2 separate regions of the Mus musculus genome follow, and region 2 is linked to region 1. A link is a contact called in public Hi-C data. All regions are on one chromosome and are shown on one strand. Each heading gives the region's core, a stretch centred on a gene start, on an enhancer-like site or on the middle of the called end of the contact. The rest is flanking DNA. Distances are from core to core; before and after follow the strand shown. Region 1 holds the start of Ccdc62 (coiled-coil domain containing 62). Region 2 overlaps Hip1r (huntingtin interacting protein 1 related).

The links. A called contact is a pair of places that touch in the nucleus more often than the background predicts.
Region 2: a Hi-C map of reprogramming fibroblasts shows a contact between it and region 1, with 3 times the contacts expected there. The contact joins the enhancer-like site here to the promoter of Ccdc62 in region 1. A contact is called at or near these places in 21 of 39 promoter capture datasets (the 3T3-L1 cell line, 3T3-L1-derived adipocytes, the C10 cell line and 14 more), 11 of 15 datasets of contacts at CTCF or cohesin (the G1E-ER4 cell line, the NIH/3T3 cell line, embryonic stem cells and 5 more), 238 of 484 Hi-C or Micro-C datasets (2-cell embryo, the 3T3-L1 cell line, 3T3-L1-derived adipocytes and 127 more), 41 of 115 datasets of contacts at active chromatin or transcription factors (the 230-238 cell line, the HPC-7 cell line, the NIH/3T3 cell line and 24 more) and 7 of 9 other capture datasets (adipose tissue, embryonic stem cells, embryonic tail and 4 more).

The regions. Positions count from the first base shown.
Region 1 is chr5:123,929,102-123,932,304 of GRCm38.p6, forward strand. It overlaps Ccdc62 (coiled-coil domain containing 62), which reads left to right and starts at 1,588. Exons shown (of 13, transcript NM_001134767.1): 1 at 1,588-1,759. The coding sequence starts at 1,598.
Region 2 is chr5:123,990,805-123,994,007 of GRCm38.p6, forward strand. It overlaps Hip1r (huntingtin interacting protein 1 related), which reads left to right. Exons shown (of 32, transcript NM_145070.3): 5 at 138-218; 6 at 634-710; 7 at 940-1,001. Among named protein-coding and RNA genes, the nearest start is that of Mir7032, 4.4 kb to the right of the region's middle. Within about 2 kb of position 1,672, at least 173 of the 459 cell types and tissues checked have an H3K27ac peak or open chromatin away from gene starts, as enhancers often do. A contact at or near this core is called in 3T3-L1-derived adipocytes, the 63-12 cell line, the AtT-20 cell line and 45 more, where this site is marked.

The sequences.
Region 1 (3,203 bases), core at 338-2,837:
GCTGGGAATGGCACTTAGCACTGTTAACCACTGAGACCATCTCTCCAGACCTGAAACAGTTCTTGAAAAATGCATTTTCAACCCTTATCCTTATCATCAGCAGGTGTTACTGCTAGAAAGTAGTCTAAAATTGCCCTTATTGATAATGTGACTTTTTTCCTTTCACTTGAAATTTAACCTTCCCCCTAGTTTTAAAGGTTGATTTTAATTCTAATTGTCATAATCTTGTTTTGTTTTGGGTTTGGGTTGTCTTAGAGCTTGCTCTGTAGACCAGGCTGGCCTTGAACTAGGACCTCTGACTCCGGAGATTTAAGGATTTAAGGTGTGATCAACACCTGGCTAGTTTTTTAATCTTTTTGCTTTTTCATTTGCTACTTTTTAGTTTTTCGAGACAGGGTTTCTCTGTGTAGCCCTTGCTGTCCTGGAACTCACTCTGTAGATACCAGGCTGGCCTTGAACTCAGAAATCCGCCTGCCTCTGCTTTCTGAGTGCCGGGATTAAAGGTGTGCGCCACTCATTTGCTACATTTTTATTAGGTCTGTAGCATGTGGTAAAGAGTTTGCATCCTGATGGTGACAGAGATTCGATCCCTAGCACACATATAATTTTAAGTTCATTTATTTTGGTGTGAGTGTGTGTTGGTGTGCAGAGATAAAACAACTTTGAATTCTCTCCTTCCACTGTGGAATCCTAGGATAATTCTCAGGTGGTCAGGCCTGGGTGGAAATAGCTCTTAGGGTCCAGGGTTATTCTGCTTGCCCCCACCCCCTTCTGACTCCCTAACAACCATAAAACGAAAGGCCGAAATCCTAGAGCCTGGGAAGAGGATGGCTGGATAGCCCTTCTGGCATAAGTGGTGGACCTGCCTCAAAGGTGATGATGGAAGGCCTCTGGAGGGAGACTCTGGAAGTTGCACTGATGCGGGAATGCACAAACATGGAAATAATGAGACCCAGAATTCCCGTAGGTCTCCGTCGTTTCTCCGCGGGATCCAGCAGTATTATGGTAAATGTGGCTGGAGAGATGGCTCAGTGGTTAAGAGCACTCACTGCTCTTCTGAAGGTCCTGAGTTCAATTCCCAGCAACCACGTGGTGGCTCACAACCATCCGTAATGAGATCTGACGCCCTCTTCTGGGGCGTCTGGAGACAGCTACAGTGTACTTACATATAGTAAATATATTATATATATTAATGATATAATTACTAAAATATCTTTTTAAAAAATAATAACATGTCACGGTTCTCATCACTACTAAGAGCAGATCGATGATCGATTGACTGGCAGACCCTCTGTCTCCAATGATCTTGGTTCAGACCAGTGCTGAGAGCCCGGCCCGGTTCTTCAGACTAAACATCCACAGGGAGGGACCCAGGATCACTGGGACCTAGAAACGGCTTTTAATTCACTTCGTCTTTCCCGCTGCGACGCTCTGGGAACCTTAGAGGGGCCGAAGGCTTCCGGCGTGGGAATGAATATAGGTTCACGTTCTTGATCCGCGAGCGAGCACAGGCGCAAGTCTCGCGAGAGCATCACTCCTGCGCAACGTCCGAGTGCGGCCCGCCGGCTGGCCCGGCGGTTTGAGTGCGCATGCGCGCATGCGTAGCTCTGAGGGCGCGCCGTCCTGGGCTGTGGCTTTGCCCCCGCCGCTGCGGCCGTGCGCCTATGGCGTCTCGGAGGTGACCCGCTGCTGGCACCAACTCTCTCTGGGGGCGGGGGAGTCATCCATGAACCCTTCGGCGACCTTATACCGGCGCCAGGTGAGCGCCGCCGCCCCGGGACAGGGCGCCGAGAGGCCGGCCCTAGCTGGGACCCAGCGACGAGGCACGAGCACCGGAGCGCTGCTGTTGAACGTTGGCAGGGACATTGCCCTCCCTCGCTTATTTAACAGTAGCCTAGCGAGTGGACCGACTTCTTCCTTCCCATTGACAGTCTCGAAAGTGAATTTGCCCAAGGATTGCACTTAACGTATCAGTGTAGGGTGACACGAACACTTTTTGTATGATGGGTTTATTACCTGGTTACCTCCACTGAGCCCCGTCCCCCCCTCCCCCCGCTGCCACCCCTAATAGACTGGAATCCAGGTACTGTGACTTGGAATTCCAAGTTCTTTTGTGTGTGTATTTAGGTACTAGTAACTGAAAGTCATTATAAGTCTTTTTCAAAGTACTGTCCGAAATCATATACATGACTGCCCTATGAACTTGTCGTGCCCTCCACGCCCTGGGTAGACCATGCTGGCATCGCTCTGAACTCCCCCTGCCTCCTGAGTTCTGAGAATATCCGTGTGAGCCGTCATATCCCAACGTTAAATATCTTTAACTTGGGGGCTACGCTTAGCTTGGTGGTAGAGTTGTCTTGCACGCATGGGGCGAGTTCAGTCCCCACCTTTCCTACACAAAAACAGAACATAATTCTGTACCGTATGGTTTGGTTTGGTTTTTGGTTTTTCAAGACAGGGTTTCTCTGTATAGCCCTGGCTGTCCTGGAACTCACTCTGTAGACCAGGCTGGCCTCGAACTCAGAAATCCGACACCTGCCTCTGCCTCCCAAGTGCTGGGATTAAAGGCATGTGCCACCACGCCCGGCTGGCATCTGAGTTCTGTGAGTTCAAGGCCAGTTTGCAAAACTGACAGGGCTGCATAGCAAGGCCCTGTCTAACTGTAACTAATAATAATAATGATAGCTAATGCTGAGTGATTACTATACTCCAGGCACTTATGACGACTATAGGTCTGTAATTCCAGCTATTGTGGAGTCTGGAAATTTCAAGGACTCAGAGTGAGCCCCTGGGCAAGGCAATTTAGTGAGACTAAGTCTCAAAAGGTTATTTCCATAAAAGGCTGTGGAGGTTAGAGAGATGGTTTGATGGTTGGTTAAGAGAACCGTTTGCTCTTCCAAAAGACCTAGGTTTGATTCCCAGGGCCCCCCTATTGTTACTCATTAATGTCAGCAGTTCTGATAGCAACTTCCAACCTCCACAGGCACTGAGCCTGCAAGATACACAGATGAACACGCAGTAAAGCACTCATACACAGAAGTAACAATAATTAACAAATGCTGTAGATATTGCTCAGTGATAGGGCATTTGTCTAAGAGTACTGCCGTTACCCTTTTACGGGTAAAGACTGAGAGTGGGAGATGCCAGGTAACCTCATTAAGGTTATATAACCATGATGTGGCCAACTCCAGATTCAGGTTGAT
Region 2 (3,203 bases), core at 422-2,921, 62 kb after region 1:
AGTGAGTGACTGATTTGTGGAAGAAAGGCCTGCTTCTCTTGCTACCTCTTTTCTTCCTGTCTGGGCACATGCTCAATCCTTGGGATTCCTAGGTGTGTTCTTGACAGTGACCTCACACAGGGCTCCCATCCCCACAGGGCCACCTTCGTGACCAGTATGGACACCTGGTGAATATCTATACCAAACTGTTGCTGACTAAGATCTCCTTCCACCTTAAGGTAGTCTCCCTGAGCAATCATGGACTATGGGACTGGGAGGCTCTTCTCTCTGTGACATCCTGGGGCATAGAGGGGGTTGGATGGCACCTGTCCATCCATGCTCTGTCCACTTGCTGTGGAGGCTAGGAAGACTGGCAGGAGATCATCGGGCTGTCTCCATGTTTGCATAGATCCAATGCAGATGCCAGCCTGTGTGTGCTCCAGTGGCCTTGCCCGTCAGTCCTGGTCAGGCTGCCCCTGCCTCAGCCCCAGGATTTCTGTCGGCCCCTTTGGCTTAACCAGAGAAGCTGGGATCACAGAATGAGGGGATTGAGAAACCTCCCTGGCGACTCCCCTTCTCATGGGAGCTGTCAGGAGCAGGGATGGGACCCGTGTGTGGCTGCTCAATGAGGCTGCGTGGGGGCTGTTTCTGCAGCATCCCCAGTTTCCTGCAGGCCTGGAGGTAACAGATGAGGTGTTGGAGAAGGCGGCGGGAACTGATGTCAACAACATGTGAGTCTGTGTAGCCTCAGTTTCCCCCAAGTGCCTGCCCACTGGGGACCATGTCAAGTGAGGCCACAGGGCTGAAGGTCATGACCCCCAGGGGGCCAGGCTATGGGTGAAGGGGTTTATCAGGTACTCCATGTTTCTGCCTGATGGAGTTTGCTTCCTGTTCCTAAGGGGTCTCGGGGATTGTGTGGGTGTGCCCTGCTGCCCTTTGCATCCCCGTCTTTTCTCCTAGTTTTCAGCTTACCGTGGAGATGTTTGACTACATGGACTGTGAACTGAAGCTTTCTGAGTCAGGTGAGCAAGTCACTCATGCCAGGCTGTGAAGGCACTGGTGGGCAGGCTGGATTTTCACTTGTCTTTCCTGCTGTTGGGGTGAAACCTGGGCCCCACTGACACTGGGCGAGTGATTCTTCTGATAGAGCACCCACAGTAACCCAGGTCTTACGTGCACCTCTTCCTTGGGGTCCCTCTCCCTCCAAGACAGAAGGGGGCCTCATGGTACCTCCAGAGCACAAGCAGAGACTTCCCTTCCTCGAGACCCTACGTGTGTCCAAGACATGGCACATGAAGGCCACTATGGGCCCCTGGGTGTGGAGGGTGGGGTGTGCCCCATGGAGGACCCTCTAGGCTCCTGCCTGGCCTCGGCACCGCACTACTCTCCAGGAGAGAAAACATGGCTAACATTTCCTACTGTGTGTTCTGAAATGCCTCACGGTCCTGTCAGACTGTTCAGCCAAAGAACTGGCAGCTGTTGGACAGGAAATCTCTGAGGGCTCACCCTCCCCGCCCGCCTGGGAGGTGATTGTTCTGGGCTGTACCTTCAAAATAACTGCTGTGACTCACTGTTGGCTATGATGAAGCCCAAGGCACACGCCTTTTTAAGGAAAAACAGGGAATTGGGAAGAGGCAGGACAGCCACTCTGTACGCTGGGTCTGGGCCTGTGGCTCTGGAGGGTGAGAGGCCAGCGTGGAGCCTGTCCAGGAGTAGGACAAAACGGCAGGTCACCAGGGGTGTGGCCCAGTAGTGCAGCTGGACCCAGGCCACCAGGAATTGAGTCCTGGCAGAAAGGGGAAGCCCGAGCTCCTCAGAGCACACAGGCCGTGAGATTCAAGCCGTAGCCCTTGTGTCCCACCCTAGCTGCTCTTGACCTAGGAGGAGGCCCAGGGGGAAGGACCTGCAGGCCCCTATCCTTGGTGACTTATAGAGAGTGGGCACACGTAGGTGACAGAAGATAGAAACCCCTGCAGGTCTACCTCAGTAGAAAGCCCGCTGTAACACACTGCCTTCAATGGGAGTGCAAGGCTGTTAAGAGCGATGTGCCTCAGAAGGCTGAGGCAGGAGAATCGTGAATTTGAGGCCTGCTTGAGCTAGAGTAAGTTCAAGGTCAACCTGGGGAGCTTACTGAGACCCAGTCTCAAAAGTGAGAAGGGCTGGAGAGCGCCCTGGCCCTGTGGCTGGTCCTAACTGTCCAGTTCTAGGGGATCTGATGCCCTCTTCTGGCCTTTGAGGGCATTGCAGGCATGTGGTGCACAGGCAAAACACCTATACATAGAAAATAAAGGAAAGAAAACTTTAAATAAGAGGTCCGAGTTTGGTGGCACATGCCCTTAATCCTGGTGCTTAAGAGAAAAAAATCAATCATATATCTGAGTTTGAGACCAATCTGGTCTCGATTAGCCAGGGTGGCACCTAAATAATGAAGTGCTTGCCTAGCATGTGGGGGTGGGTGGGTGGGCGACACTCTGGGGAGGAGGGAGGGGCAGAGGAAGGGAGAAAGGAAGGGCACAGAACAAAACCAGAGTTTACACACACACACACACCCCAAGATAAAAAAAAGCCAAAACCAAACAAAGAAACAAAACCCTAGTGTGGCTTCCATCCTTGCAGACAGCTCCTCCCCCCCCCCCCCCAGGCATGGCCAGACCAAGGGGCTGAGGGCTTCTGGCACCACTCAGATCTGCCCCACATGGGGCCTGGCTGCTCTCCCGGCCTGGCTCACTGCCCCGCTCTTTGTCATTCCCCTCTCTGCCCCAGAGAAGATGCTGGCCAGGGGAGGCAGCCTCGTGTTTGTCCTTTGTCTGTCCCTCTTTCTCTGGAGTTCTGATACAAGGCCTGATTGTCAGGGTCTCCAGGACAAGTGAGGAGGCATCAGGTCATTTGGGGCTCACAGAGCCTGTGTTCAAGGCTGTGACCTGGAACAGACACTAGCCAGTCTCCACAGCTACACGATGGGCTATTACAGTGACAGTCTTTTTACGAAAACCAAAAACCAAACCCGTATGGTGTTTGGCCTGCATGTACATCTGTGTACCATGTCTATGCCTGGTACCTGTAGAAGCCAGAAGAGGGCATCAAACCCTCTGGCACCAGAGTTATGGATTAGTTGTGAGGGTGTGTGTGTGTGTGTGTGTGTGTGTGTGTGTGTGTGTGTGTTGGGAAATAGAACCTAGGTCTTCAGGAAGAGTAGCCAGCACAGTAGCCCCTAAGCCACCTCT